Regions from separate parts of the Mus musculus genome. Here regions 1, 2 and 4 are each linked to region 3. The links are chromatin contacts, called in public promoter capture Hi-C maps. All regions are on one chromosome and are shown on one strand. The core of a region is the stretch at or near the end of the contact, and the rest is flanking DNA. Distances in the headings are between cores, read along the strand shown. Region 1 has its middle 87 kb from the start of Gm29958. Region 2 has its middle 65 kb from the start of Gm40016. Region 3 holds the start of Arhgap44 (Rho GTPase activating protein 44). Region 4 holds the start of Dnah9 (dynein, axonemal, heavy chain 9).

The links. Promoter capture Hi-C pulls out the DNA fragments that hold promoters and counts their contacts.
Region 1: a contact with region 3 is called in a promoter capture Hi-C map of cranial neural crest. The contact joins the enhancer-like site here to the promoter of Arhgap44 in region 3. A contact is called at or near these places in 6 of 39 promoter capture datasets (the 3T3-L1 cell line, cranial neural crest, hippocampal neurons and 3 more) and 1 of 9 other capture datasets (adipose tissue).
Region 2: a promoter capture Hi-C map of hematopoietic stem and progenitor cells shows a contact between it and region 3, with 6 times the contacts expected there. The contact joins the enhancer-like site here to the promoter of Arhgap44 in region 3. A contact is called at or near these places in 9 of 39 promoter capture datasets (the 3T3-L1 cell line, the C10 cell line, cranial neural crest and 5 more), 1 of 115 datasets of contacts at active chromatin or transcription factors (embryonic stem cells) and 1 of 9 other capture datasets (adipose tissue).
Region 4: a contact with region 3 is called in a promoter capture Hi-C map of embryonic stem cells, with 2.8 times the contacts expected there. The contact joins the promoter of Dnah9 here to the promoter of Arhgap44 in region 3. A contact is called at or near these places in 5 of 39 promoter capture datasets (the HPC-7 cell line, embryonic stem cells, hematopoietic stem and progenitor cells and 2 more), 1 of 484 Hi-C or Micro-C datasets (the HPC-7 cell line) and 2 of 9 other capture datasets (adipose tissue and liver).

Annotation. Positions count from the first base shown.
Region 1 is chr11:63,703,939-63,707,557 of GRCm38.p6, forward strand. No RefSeq gene overlaps it. Among named protein-coding and RNA genes, the nearest start is that of Gm29958, 87 kb to the left of the region's middle. Within about 2 kb of position 1,518, at least 6 of the 459 cell types and tissues checked have an H3K27ac peak or open chromatin away from gene starts, as enhancers often do.
Region 2 is chr11:63,527,261-63,530,487 of GRCm38.p6, forward strand. No RefSeq gene overlaps it. Among named protein-coding and RNA genes, the nearest start is that of Gm40016, 65 kb to the left of the region's middle. Within about 2 kb of position 1,436, at least 1 of the 459 cell types and tissues checked has an H3K27ac peak or open chromatin away from gene starts, as enhancers often do.
Region 3 is chr11:65,160,900-65,164,581 of GRCm38.p6, forward strand. Arhgap44 (Rho GTPase activating protein 44) reads right to left here and starts at 2,062. Exons shown (of 20, transcript NM_001099288.1): 1 at 1,687-2,062. The coding sequence starts at 1,739. LOC115487730 (a long non-coding RNA gene) reads left to right here. Exons shown (of 3, transcript XR_003949568.1): 2 at 1-1,490.
Region 4 is chr11:66,166,318-66,169,931 of GRCm38.p6, forward strand. It overlaps Dnah9 (dynein, axonemal, heavy chain 9), which reads right to left and starts at 2,234. Exons shown (of 69, transcript NM_001099633.1): 1 at 1,740-2,234. The coding sequence starts at 2,150. Gm12296 (predicted gene 12296) reads left to right here and starts at 1,718. Exons shown (of 3, transcript NR_153847.1): 1 at 1,718-2,266.

The DNA.
Region 1 (3,619 bases), core at 268-2,767, 1.5 Mb before region 3:
GCTATGCAGTCTACCAGTGAGCCAAAATAATCTATCAGTAAGACTCCAGCTTGATGTATTAAATCAATGTAATTAGCCATTGTACAACATTCAGATTAGCAGCCCAACTCTGTGCACGTGCTTTTCAAGTTCAAATGTCATTTGGCATTGTTGTGAAGAAATAGCTGCTTTGGATGAATTTCAGAATGTCCTATTTGAACTGCAAATTTATCTCCAGAAACTGAGCTACCTCCAAGAGTGAACAGAGCCCTCGACTGTGAGTTCTGTTTTAACTCTCACGCAGATACCACTGACACATACTCCAGTAATTACTTCAAACATATAACTGGGGTGAAGGTCATGCATACTAGAGAGTGGCAATTTATTCTTTCCCAGTGACAGACTGGATTATTGTAGCTCTTATCCCTTGACCTATCCACTAACCCTCAACGGAGTGTGTTCAAAGTGATATTGAAGAGGTTCAGTTGCCACCCAACTGGTAGAGAAAGGAGGGAGAGGATCCCCAGTGCGGTGACCATTGTCCTGGGCTGACCTCTCCAATAGGAGAATTCTTTATCAGTCTTGCCTCCAGTAAACAGAGACTGAAGAGTCCCATCACTTCAAGCAAAGCTCATAGGGGAAAGGGTTCATAAGGATTCTTCCTGCATCCTGGAATTACAGAAGAAGACGAAATTAAAAACATCTTCACTCACATTTAGGGAGTCCTGGGCTGAGTAGTGGGTACCAGGTAGCATACACAAGTTCTTTCAAAGCTGGGATGCAAGTCTGCTTAAAGAACAGAATGCAGACCTGATTTCAGACACAAAGGAGGCTGGCATCTGGCTTCTGACCACTCAAAACATTCTTGAGGCAAATACTGCAGTTTAGTTCCAGAGATATGTGGGCCTTGGAGCTCCTAGGTAAAGGAGAAGAGCAATGTGGCTGGGGCCATGATTTTGGAAGACAGGGCTAACCAGAAATAGAAAGAAGAATTGCAGGGTGTATTTTCAAGGACCGAGTGGGAATCATTGTTTAGTGCTACTTAACGTCTAAAACTGAAAGCTCACCTCCAGAGGGCTTAGCTGACCAAGCCGTCTTAACTCAGTCCACTTCCCCAAACGTATAAGTCGTCTTGATGCACTTCAGAATCGGACTGCTTTTGCCTGATATTAAAACAGTTCACCAACGAGCCTTCTGTCAATCAAATGTCAGCTTGACAGCCACCGCTTTTTGTTTAACTGAATGGAGCTGCTAAGCAGTCAGAAGGATTGGATCACAGAGAGGACAAAAGGCTTGAAGGCTGAAGTTGAGGTTACAATCTGCTTCCACTCTGAATTCCCTGCAGTCCGCCCTGTACATCTTAGTGAAAATGTTTGCATTCGGTCATAAACTGGGCATATCATCCACAAGCTGAGAGCCCTGGAGGGCTTTCCCATACCCTTAAAATCTGAACCCCCCGCCCCCCGCCTTCCAGCCTCCTTCTGCTGTTTGAATGTGGACTGTCTTCTCCCCAGCTGCTTCCACTTTCCCTGGAATGTTCTTTTCTGGGATATTTGAATGGCCAGTTCTTTCTCCTTTCTCGAGTCTCAGTTCAGATGTCACCTTCTCAAAGAGTAAGTTCTTGAAGTAATACTGCGCACAGTTTGCTTCTGTCCTCTTCTCTTAATTGGATCCTATCCTATCTCTATCTGGCATTATAATTTATCCACTTGTTTATCTATGTATTTATCTGTTGCCTTACTAGAATGCAAGTTTGCTAAGGCAGGACTTTTGCCGCCCTGCTTTCTTAATCTACAACAAAACCTATCACACGGTAGGAGCTCAATTAATACATATTGAATGAATAAACAAAACTATATTACGACTACACTCCCAGCTTTGCCACAGGCACGTGAACACAGTTACCTCCGCTCTGTGATTCTTGAGGGAGTTAGAATTGAATCTTATTGGCAATTACAGTAAGCTGTCATTCCCTGCTCATTACCTTGACCCCCGTCCTTTAAGAATGCCGAGCAGAGGCTTGAACCACAGACCAAATGCCAGGTAGAGAGAGCAGAATCGTTCCCAGCTATTAACACTTCGGATGTAAGTATTTGACTCAGTAAGCTCCAATCAGTACTATCATTGGTCAGTCTTAAAAACCCAAAGGAAAGAGCTGGAGGCCTATGCTGGCACTTCCTCCTTCAGCACGTGGTAAGGAGAAGGATGTCTCTAATCGACCCACTTTCCCAGTTCTGGCTCTATCTTGGGCGAGCAGCTTTCTGCCTCTGATGCTGTATTATTGTACTGTTTTCTCCATAGGGACAGAAGGTGCCAATCACACGTCCTGCCTGTTTCCCAGTTGCTGTGACAAAGATCTGTCACTGCTGGTGACTGCACTCTGGTGTCTCTCTGGGTTGTGAATGTTATTGGACCCAGTCAGTCTCTGCTCCAGAGTCCATCACTGCTGAGCACTTAGAGGAGCCAGGCGTCAACCCTAGGGGAGGAGAGACAGAACCTAGGCTTTCGTGCTTTCGTGCTTTCCTGCAGCGACAGATGTGCCTTCCCACAGACATGAACAGTTCAGCTACAGTCACCCATTAAGTAACCCAAACACATGCTTATTGTACCCACAAAGGGAAGATCCTAAGACAAACAGCATTTAATTGAAGTAATTTGATTTTTCAAAATATGCTTCAAGTATGAAAAAAATATAACATGACTGGAATTTCTTCTAATTCATTTACATTTACATTTTGAGTGAGTAAGGATACACACACACACACACACACACACACACACACAAATATGGAAGGGATGGCACCGGATAAAGGCAGAGCTCAAACCCACCAAAGACTAGCTCATCTCCAGAAGCAGCATCATAGGATAGTTCTCAGGAGTATGAGGCTTAGCTATTACTTCATCCAGAACTGGACAGAAGCCTCCTAAGGAAGGGCCTGAGGAAGGACCTCCCGGAGACCCACACCTCACACCCTGCTGACGCCTGGTTTAACTCCCTTCCTCCAGTTCGATTCAGGGGTCTTATGCACACTATCCTAGGTCCCTACCTAGTGCATGGGGGAGGGAGTAATGGTCTAAGCCAGGCGTCAGAGTCCACAACGGTCCTTTCTGGACCACACTCGAGTGCCAGAACAGAAGGAAAATTCCTGCCTTCCTTTTTTTTTTTTTTTTTTTTCTCCCTTGCCCTGGATGGAAACCTCTCCAGGGACAGAGAAAATCAGGCTTGAAAGTACAAATATTTTGTCAAGGCTCAGAACACGCTGCAGCTACACAGTTGGTGCCTGCCGCAGGTCCCCTAAGCTGCTTTTAGAACAGCCTAAGTCCCTCCATTATTTAAAGCCCTCCAGGAACAACTGAAGGCAGAGTGATTAATGATTGATCCAATTAGGGCAGAGACTCGATCAATGCAGAAGTGCTTGGTGAGCCCAAGTGCACACAGGGTGGGTGGGAAGGCTGCCAGTAGGAAGAACGGCGGGGTGGGGTAGAAGGAGTTGGATGCAGAAATCAGAGCATCAGATGAAGGGGTTGGGAGGGCACCTGTCTCTCTGCATTATCCAGGCTCTCTGAACACCTCAGCTCAAGGTTAACCATAGGAGGACCTCAGAAAAAGGTAGATAAATAGAATAAATGAGATACATGG
Region 2 (3,227 bases), core at 186-2,685, 1.6 Mb before region 3:
TCAAGTTCAGCCAGTTGGGTGGCTTATTATTTCCTTTCCATTACCCTTTCAAAGGGTCAGTCATAGGTCAAAGCTTTGACATCGCTAGGATTTCTGGGTAACTGATTGCATAAGGACATTTAGAGGATTAAATTAAATGTGATGGGACGTGTAAGCACAAAGCCAAGAAGTCACAAATGATGCCAGGCTCTTTTCCCTGGGTGCTTCTAGGCTGACATTTTCCTTTTCGGGATCCCTGACCATTGTGAGCTGTCTGACTATCAGGCACGGTGTGTTTATTCTTCTTTACTCTGAGATCAGGCTTCCAGCTGGAAAAGCTGGGGTCAATCGTACTTATTTTCCTAACCTCCCTAACCAAATGGAACCTCAGCACATGGAAACAGAAGGTGTTGCTGGTTAGAGCTGTCTCTGTCTTCTTGGCCAGCTTGCCTAGCAACTCTAGGGGCTCAGCCAGGGTTACCTTTTCATTTTTGTTTTTGTGTTTGTTTGTTTGTTTGTTTGTTTAGAAGAAAACTCACCTCATTTCTCTACGTGTCTTGAAGCTTATTTCTTAATTCAAATTTAAATCATCTTGTCTTTGAAAATACTGTGAGAAGCTGTAGAATGCCTAGAAGAATATGGACAGGAAGACCCTCTATAGGTATCTGTTTCTCTTTCAGGTCACACAGAGGTTTGTCCTCTGGATCACAGCTAGTGTTTCCGCTCTATTCTTTCTCAAAAATAGAGCTTCTTAGAGTGTGGTCCCTGGGCCAGCAATTTGTGCGTCTTCTTGAAACTTGTTGAGATGTGAAACCACTTCCACTCCCAAGTCAGGAACTGGGTATTGCTAATGTAATTCAGGCAGGGCCCTGTAGCCCATGCTTTAAGAAGATGCTGAACTTTTAGTTGGTAATGGCTAGATGCAGTCTGTCTACACTGTAGATTCCTTTCCCTGAGGAAGCATCAAAGGAGAGGGCACAGGTATTTGATCTTTACTAACAGAACACGTGACACCTGAACCTCTCTCCTGCTATCTCTGTGTGAAATGGTATCTACCACCACCTCCTCCCACACACAGTTTTCCTCTAATCCTTAGTAGGGTTGGAAGAGAGAAATTGCAACAAGCAGAACTCCCACATTCTTTGTTGAAAGGAGGCTTGTTCCTCACTTTGGGGATGGAGAGGAAGACTGTTGTCTTGGGGAAGTTGAGTGGGCAGGCTCTATCCAAAACTGTAGCAGGCAGATAGAGCTCTGAAGAACAAACCCACTTTACGTGGTCTCTTTGGTGCCTAAGTGCAGAGTGGACTGAAGGAGAGAGACCCTGGGAAACCACAAGCAATGGCAAACATTCAAAGTCCAGTCAAGACCAGCCAAGGGGAGAATTACTGTATCCCTGTCCTTGGCCCTTGTGACCGCATGCAGGTATGGCTGAAAGGCTGGCTTGAATGCTACAGTTGCGAACCTCTTAAAGATATGACTGAGGGAAAAACTCTGAGGAGCCAACAAGTGATCTCAAGGCTAAGAGTCAGGTGATTGCTGGCAGGGTGACCTGTCTGGCAATCGGATAATATGGGGCTTTCAAACCTCTGCTCCTATGCTGAGAAAGCCAACAAATGCTTTCCAAATCCAGCAACTGAAATCTAAGGGATAAACAAAAGTTAACCAGTGTGTTTCATTGGAAGTGAACTTTGATTAAATTTGATCAGTGTTGCCTCTGAATGGGTTGCAAGTTCGGTGTGATGTTTTCTTTATTCATAAGGAACTGTGACTAACTTGCTGTTCAAACTGTAACCTAACCAGAAATTATATTCTTCTAGCTAATACCTCAGCCTCAGCAGAACCTAAAGTTTGACTCAGTCAAACATCAGTAAATCAGAGACTACAAGCTGCCTATGTATGACCATATAAGGGAACTGTCAAATATAGCCTATCAGGTAGATTTGTCTAACAGTTCCCTTTCTCTGGACATCATGTAACCTGCTTATGAATCCATGTGAGAGAAAGAGCTTCAAAGATTCATCTTCTGGGCATGGCACAGGCTTTGCAGTAATCATCTCAGAGTGGCTACAGTTGCCTGCACTAGGCCTGCATAAGACTGGGCCTGTCAATAGTCAATAAGACTGAAGCTAGCTTCACAGTGTCCTGTGCTTCCCAGTGAACTGATGGGTTCCAGAGATGGGACATTGTCTGTAGTTATGTCTCCACGGATGAGTGCACCAGGCTCTAGTGGATAGGACTCCAAGGACCACATCGACCCTTACTGACTGCTGGCAGATTCAGGGCAGAGGCTGTCATCTTCCTTGCTTGTGGACCCACCAGGCTCACAAATGATCCTGGTTCAACTAAGTGAGTAACAAGACAGTATGAGGAAGAAAGAGACAGTGTTCACAGGGATTCAAGAGAGAGAGAGATAGTGAGTAGAGGGGGCCCACTATCATGTATATTCATGAAATAAATAAAAATGAATAAAAGTTATAAAAATATGGGTAGTAATTTTACAACAATATCAAGCACTGTATGTAAAGTGTAGGGAAAGATATATATTGTATATAATATGTAAAGTATATATAATGTAAAACTTATTATATATATTTTAATTATATATTTTAATCTATATATTTGTTCTTCGAGAATTAGTACAATGAGTTTTGACCACATCTCCTTCTTCTTGAAACTCCTCCCAGACACACACCTCTTCCCTAGTCACCCAGTTTTGTGTTCTCTTTTATGCTTTTATCCATCAAGTTTATTGTGATGCCCATGTATTCACAGATGTGTGGTTGTCCACCAAGCCTGGTCAACTTACCAGTGGTAGTACTCTTAAAGAGAACTGACTCTCCCTCTCCCAGTAGCTATCAATCACCTTTGCTCCGTGCTGGGCTATGAGCTGGCTTCAGCTTGCATAGGGCTTGTGTATACTGTGATAACCACTGTGAGCTCGTGTATGCAGTTGCCCTGTTGTGTCTGGAGGACCCTGTTTCCCTGCATTTGTTCCCTACCTCTGTCTCTTAGAGTTCTTTCCCCTTCTCTGCAATGATTGTTGAGCCTTGGTAGAAAGGGGTGGTGTATAGATGCTCCATTTAGGGTTGGGCCTTCTGCACCCTCTTATTCTCTGTACCTTAGCCACTTTGTGGATTTCCGTGTTAAAGACCGTCTACTTCAAATAGAAGCTTTTCTGATGAGAGAAGCACGAATCTATGTGTAACCCATAACTCACCAGGAGAAGGTTGAATATTATTTCTAGTTAA
Region 3 (3,682 bases), core at 812-3,311:
TGTCTGGAAGCAACACGAATGCCTTCCCTGAGACATCTATATCCGAGCACCAATCTCTAACACTCCAAGAGAACACCAGGCTACTAAGTGGACTGAGAATACTCCATGAGAAACAGCAACCTGTGGTCAGAGTGAGGGGCCCACCCCTGGGATGTCTACTGCCATCATGTATGCCAGAGCCCAGGGAGTGTGATCCAGAAGCCAAGACAGTAAAGAATGGTCAGCTTGACAACCAACAGCTACACCCCCCAGTACCAGGAAAGCACTATCTCAGCATCCAACATACCAAAGACAGTCCACGTGAGGCTATATTTGTGGCAATACCGTGCCAAAAATCTGGGCTAATCTGACTCTGCTATTCATAAATTCCCCCCTCATGTTAAAGCACATGTGTTTGGGAAGGGAAAATGAATCCAAGTCTAGTTTAGAAGCTTGGAAACGCTTAGGTTACTTGGAAACCATCTGGAGTTCCTGAAAGCATGAGAAGCCATCACATCCCCTGCCCTCAAATGCCCACTGTAACTAGGGCAGTATGCTTCCCTCATGTCCTCTATTCTCCAGGGAAGTCCCCACCCCCACCCTACCAGGTGCCAGCTCAAGCTCCATTTCCCACCCAAGAAAGGTATTTGGTTTCTCAACAAACCTGGCCGAGAGCACTCTATGTGTGGAGCCTGCACTTGAATTGCACCCAAGGCTTGGTTCTTCCCTTTCTGCTTACTTTAAACTGCACACCTAAATTCCTTTAACAACCACACAGAAATCCGGCCCTGGGCACACAGATTCCATGAAAAATCCCCCTCTATCTAACAAGCCTGTGTTTCAAGAATGTCTAGCTTTGGACGGGACCCACTAAGAATCCTTATGTAACCTTAATAGATCTTGGCACCCCACAGATCCGCTCCTGGAGACACTGGCCCAGATCTAGTCCATGTTCACCAAGATGAGAGCAGTCTGGGTCCTGCAGATTCCTGGGGCCAAGCTGTTCTGGACTGGGAGGGAGGAGAGACTGTCCCATCCCCTACCTGGCTGAGAGCCTCTGATCCTCCTCTCTCTGATCCTCCTCTCATCTTCCAAGGGAGTTGAACCTCACTTTCGCAGCCTCCCTCCCTCCCTCCACTGAAATCAGTCTTGGGACCGAGCCTACATCAGCCAGCACCTTCCCCCTTCTCGCCATCCTTTCCCCACCCCCAAACGCTGAGGAAAAAACAGCCAGGAAAGTGATCCAGCATCCCATACAGTCACAGCCCCTGAAAACAAACAGGGCTCCAGTGGGGAAGGAGGGTGTCGACCAGGCCCAACACTACCTCAGGACCCTAAGCAGCCCTGAACTGGGCGCAGGGAGGAAGAGATCTCCAGAGGCAGCCAACGACTCGGCAGCCAGCAGCTCCAGCAGAGCAAACACCTGTTTCCAGGAAGAATCGCTACCAGAGGAAAAGGGAGTCCCGAGGAAAGGCAGAGAGGGCGAGGTGAAGGGGCAGCTGGGGACGCAGGTGAGGATGCGTCACTCTCTGAGCCTAGACCGGCGAGCGAGAAGCGAGCAGGGGTCGGGAGAGGAAAGGTCTCACCAACGACCCGCGCGGACCCAGGAGGGACGCACAAGCTCCAGGCCGGGCAGCTCCATCACCTGCGCCTGGCAGATGCAGCCCCGCGGGCGTGCCGGCCCTGGGCGGCCAGCGGGTGACCTACCTGCCCACCGTCTGGTTGGCCAACTGGCGCATGCGGTTAAACTGCTTCTTCATCGTGGCCCCGCTGCCGCGCTAGCCCGGGAGCTGGGGAAGGACTGAGCTGCCCGGAGCCCACCGCAGGGTTACATGGCTCCCGCGCCCAGCCTCCCGGGCGACGGCGGCGGCACTGCGGAGCCTGGGGAGCCGCCTGGCCCGCGCCCAGCCTCCCGAGAGCACCTCCGCCTAGTCCGCCCGCCGCATCCTTCTCTGTGCCACGCCCGGGGCCGCCCAAGGCGCCCGGCGGTCAGCCCCAGCTGTAGCTAGCCCCCAGCCCCAGCCCGGCGAGCGAACCGGGGAGTCTCCGCAGGCTGGCTAGCCAGCTGGCCGGGTGGTCCCCGTGCGCCTGTGCGGAATGCGCCGTGCATGCTGGGACTTGTAGTTTGCCGCTCCCACCTTTCCTCTGTCCAAAGTTTGTAGGGACAGCTTTTGTGCAGAGGTGAGAGAAGACAGTATGACCAAGACGTTTAGGCTTTAGCCTTGTAGTAAAGGAAATACTTTCGTGCTTGAATAGTGAAACCAACGACACAACAACAAACAGAGTAAACGTCTGACTCCTATTTTCTCTCAAGCGAATGCGAGATGTTCAGTGTTGAATTCATATGAAGATATGTTAGGCAGATGTGTTCGTTAAATTGTATAAAGTCACCTTATTGGTGTTCAATCACAGTGTTAAGCTTGGGACAAAGGGGTTTCGAACTAGGCGTAGCATGCATCCCAAAATGCCATCCTTAATCTTTTTCAAACCCAGTAAGTAACCAAAAGTTTACATAAGATTGAATCAGTAACGTCTTGTCTACTAGCACAACCTGAGACAGCTTTCTTGTATGATTTAGATTCTATTACCATAGCTATGTCCATCTCCTTACCGCCACTAGACCTGAAATGGTATCAGCTGGGCAGCCCACTGGCATTTACCAGCTGGTTGAAAGAAATTGTGGCTCATTAGACTTGGAAGGTGGCAGGTGAGGGGGACAGCAAATGGCTCAATAGGTAAAGAAGCCTATTGACCTGTGTTCAGTGTCTAGAACATACACGGTAGGAGAAAATTAACTCCTGCATGTTGTCTTACGTACACACACACTAAATAAATATAAATAATGTAAAAAAAAGAAAGAAAATCACATGTGATCTCAATTAGTTGTCATCTTTATATATATCAAGTCAGAGTTGTTGGGCAGTAGAGACATTGGATCAAACAAATGTGAGTCTTCCCATTAGAATCTCACATATTTAATCAGCAATTTTAGGAAAACTGCTGGGACTCTCTCATCTCCAGCTTCCCTATCTCAAGTAGAAAGCACTGCTGTTTGGTAGATGGAAATGAAAGAGTGCTGTTTTCCAAATCTAACTACATACAGGCTATCATGTAGTCCACTGTGGCAGATACAATGGAAGATAGCATAATGGGAAAATCCAGGATCATTCCTATTATGAAAATAGTTTAAAAAAAAAAAAAAAGGAAGAGCATCCATCTATGACCCGAGATTCTCTGCAGTGTGTTGATTACAGTAGAAAGATGCCCTAAATATGGATGTAAGTGTCTTACTGGCCAGCGGAACAAATGATGGTTTGAGGCATGTTTTGGCTGAATGAACATGAAATCTTTAATTAATTGTGAGCTCAGCCTCTGCTTATTAGGTCAAGAGTTCTGGTCAATTAGCAGTGAAGGCATCGTGCTTGTGACTGACTGTATGTGGCAACATACAGTCATGTCAACGTCATGTTTATATAAACAAAGTACTTCTATTTTGAGTTTTTAAAAATCCTTTATTCATTCATTTATTTATTTATTTATTTATTTATTTATATTTATTTTAAACTGCAGATGTTATTCCCCTCCTGTTCCACCCTCCGACCATTCCACATCTCATACCTCCTCCCCACCCCCCTTGTCTCCACAAGGATGTCCCCACCCCCCACCCCACCAGACCTCTAAACTCCCTGTGGCCTCCAGTCTC
Region 4 (3,614 bases), core at 984-3,483, 1.0 Mb after region 3:
GGAGTTGGAGGCTGCTGTGAACTTCCTGACTTGAGTATTGTGAACCAAACTCTGCTCCCATGGAAGTGTGGTTTCATAAGCTGGAAGTCATTTCTCCAGCTCCTAAAGTTACTGTTGATTTCTGGGCTGGATTTCCTTGATTATGTAGTCCTGAGTTGTGCTCAACCCTCTTCACAGACTAGTTTGTGTCTGTCTCTAAGCCTTTAAAAAAATCATTTTATTTTATTTTTATTTTATTTTATTTTTTAAGGCTACATATCCATGTGTGCCTATATAAGTGTATATGTACATATGACTTCAGATAGTCATAGAGTTTAGAAGAGGGCATCAAATCCCCCAGATCTGGAGCTACAGGTGGTTGTGAGCTTCCTGATATGGGTCTTTTGCAAGAACATTATGTACCCTTAACTGCCTCTCCCTTATCAGAACTCAATGTAACACTAAGATTACCGCAGCCCCTGAGACTACATGGATCTGTCTTTCCTCTGAAGCCAAGGACAATTTCCTATCATCCTTTACCAGGGACATGACCTACAGATGGACTTCTGTACAGGTGGTATTCAAACATAACACAGTAATAAGACTATTCAATTTAAAACCATTAAAGCACTTAATGCTAGCCTAGCTTCCCCAGACTCTGAATGCTTGCCCATCCATCCTATTCCTCCTCGGGATTTCCCCTTTCACAGCAACTAGGGAGCTAACATTAGATGTAGCAAGGAAGAGTCATGTCCTGGCTTTACCACTAGGGCCAAAGTTTTAGAGAAGTGTTCACCCTCACTGTCTTCAGTTTCAAATACGTTGAACGCATGATCTGATGAGTGTGTTTGGGAAGCATCTCATGGATGGGAATTTATTTTCCATTTCTGTGCCGTTTCCAGGGCACTAAGCATACAGAACGCCACACAGCTAGTATCTGCACACACTCCTTTCACAACTGGCTAGACCTAGAGAGGGCCAGCCTCTAGAAGCACATGTGCTCAACTCAACTACCAGGAAAGCTTTCTTCCTTTGGGAAGGTCTAATGGGTTCAAGATTCTCATCTAACTACCATTGCGAAAATCCTCTGAGCTCTGAAGGCCCAGAGGCTCCACCTGTATCTCTTTTCCCAGAGGTGGGACAGATTCTTCCCAATGCCTGCTGACCAAAAGATACCCAACTGCTGCCAGCCCAAGGCAGTTCCATAAATGTTTGCATGGTAAATGAAGGACATTAAAATCAAAACCAAATCGCCTCCTTCTAAACTTCTTTGCAAAGGTAGATACTATTTAAAGCAGTGCAGCTCCTTCCCATCCAGCAGACAAACTTTAACTCAAAATTCACCACTTTCTTGTCCTTGGCCCTTGCGTGATGACTTACAAAGCTGCCAGGACTCAGGCATTCTTCACACTATGACTTCCTCTTGAACCAACCCCCTGACCCAAAGCTGGTTCATATTGTGGCCTGGCTTTCACCCAGACTTGTCCCCAGCTGGCACCCAGCAGATCACCAACCAGGGTCTTGGTTTACTGGCAGCCCTGCCCTTCCACTCCCTCCCAGGCTGTGCTCCAATCTCAGCCCTTTTTCTTTCAGACTCCACCACAGACTCCTCCTGTGACCCCGCCCACGTACCAATCCCTCTGCAGCGTCGCCCCACCTCTTTGGTTTTGACCCCGCCCCTCATGCACACGCCCCTCTTCCCCCTTCCCTCCCTTAGACTTCGAGCCTCTGCTAGCAAGGGGCCATCCACCCACCCTCACCTCTGAGAGCAGCGGGGCCAGGTGCTCCAGTGGCACCGCGGGTAGGTCCCCGCAGAGCACCGTGCCGCGGAGGCTGTGATTTCCCGGAGGCTCGGACTTAGTGCGCAAGAAAAAGAGCCCCTTGGCGCGAGCTCGGCTGGGCTCTGGTCCTGCGTCTAGACCGGGTGTCACCACCAGGCCCCCGGGCCCGGACTGAACCACCAGCAGTGGCCGCGGATCCGAGGCAGCGTTGTGATCCAGGAAGGCCTGCAGCAGCCTCCCCGCCTCGGCTGTGCCTGCACAGCGCTCCCAGGTGCCCGCGGCCGGACGCAGGCTCCGAGCCACAAAAGTCCCCAGAAGCCGCAGCCTCGGGTCTCCAGGCTCCTCGTCCCCAGACTCCGCCAGCGCTGCCTGCTCCTTGGCGCCGGGCATCGCGTGTTGCCAGCTGCAGCGTCTGTTTCCCTAGCGACGGGGATGCCAGGCCCTCCTGCCTCTGCTCTCCTTATATTGGGCACTGGACTCTAGCTCCGCCCCACTAAGTTAATAAGGTAGGCAGGGGCTGAGAAGGGGCGGGGTCGCGTCGTTGTTGCTGGGAAACTGGTGGAAGCTCTCACATCCAAGCTGGTCTGGTAGACTAGACGTGCTCTGAAGACTACAGGCACAGGCTTGCGTGGGATTCTTTTGTCTAAGGCCAGATTAAAGTCTTCAGACGCCTCCATACACAAAATGAATAGTTCTCTTACTCTGTCCTAAATATATAATTTAAAAAGTTAATCCCAACGCCAAGGATAATACCATGAATGCAATACAATTTTTTTCCCAAGATAACAACTCAAACACTTTCGGAGAATGCTGTTGGATAGAACTTTTTTTTTTTCCTTCAAATTATGAGCTTCCAGCGACACTCGACCTGTTGGTGACACAGGGCTTAATTGTTTCATTTAAATTTGCAATTAAATAAGCATGCGTGTCTAGCAATCACTTCGAATGTCTCCTCTTCAGACATTTATAATAAATTATTGTAAAAAATAATCTCCAGTACCTTGCTTTGCCTGCACCTTCATTTGCCAAAAGGGCAGCTGTGCTGGACAATGGTCTTCCATGCGAGTGGCCCGAGGTCAATTCTTAAATATACTGAAGTGCTTGTAAATATGCAGCGTGCTCCCCTTCTGACCTGGAAAATTATCACTCCTCATAGGTTTGATCCTTCTCCGTGATCAGAATCAATCACTTGGGTCTTTGTATGCGTGTGTGAACGAAGGAATGGATATGTGTGTGTAAAAAGGAAATGGACACTCAGCCAGAGGCCTTCCGGTCTGCAAGAATCTCCTGTCTGCCCCCCCACCCCCACCCCCGATTGTATTACCTCCCAGGGACTGCGGGATTTCTTAGTAAAGTGAATGTTTACATCAGGCTTCAAGGACTATTAACAGAGTAGCACTTATCAAAGGCAGCTTGGCTTAACAAGAACCACCCCCCCAGCCCCGCCCAGGACAACACCAGTGCCTGGAAGCTGAAATGATTTACTGCTCGATAACTGGGACCCAGGGGTTCTGTGATGAAAATGTTTGCATTAGAAAATGGATCTTTGTGTCTATAAAGAGTGTTTTATCATTGCTGCATTAAACAACAAGTGGAGCAATTAAGAAGAAAGGGGCAAAATGAATCTGATAATTGATATTCCCAAAAAGACGTTGGGGGAAAATAGAAATGTCAGAGGATTCTTACATATCTTAATTCCTTCCTTCCTTCCCTCCTTCCTCCCTTGTTTGCCTCCCTCCTTTCCTCTCTTCTTCCCTTCTTCCTATAAGGAGTAGTCATGCCATTTGGGTGGCAGATCTCCATTGTGTTAATCTGCTTATGTTTTATATATAGAGAGAACTCATCTACATTCTA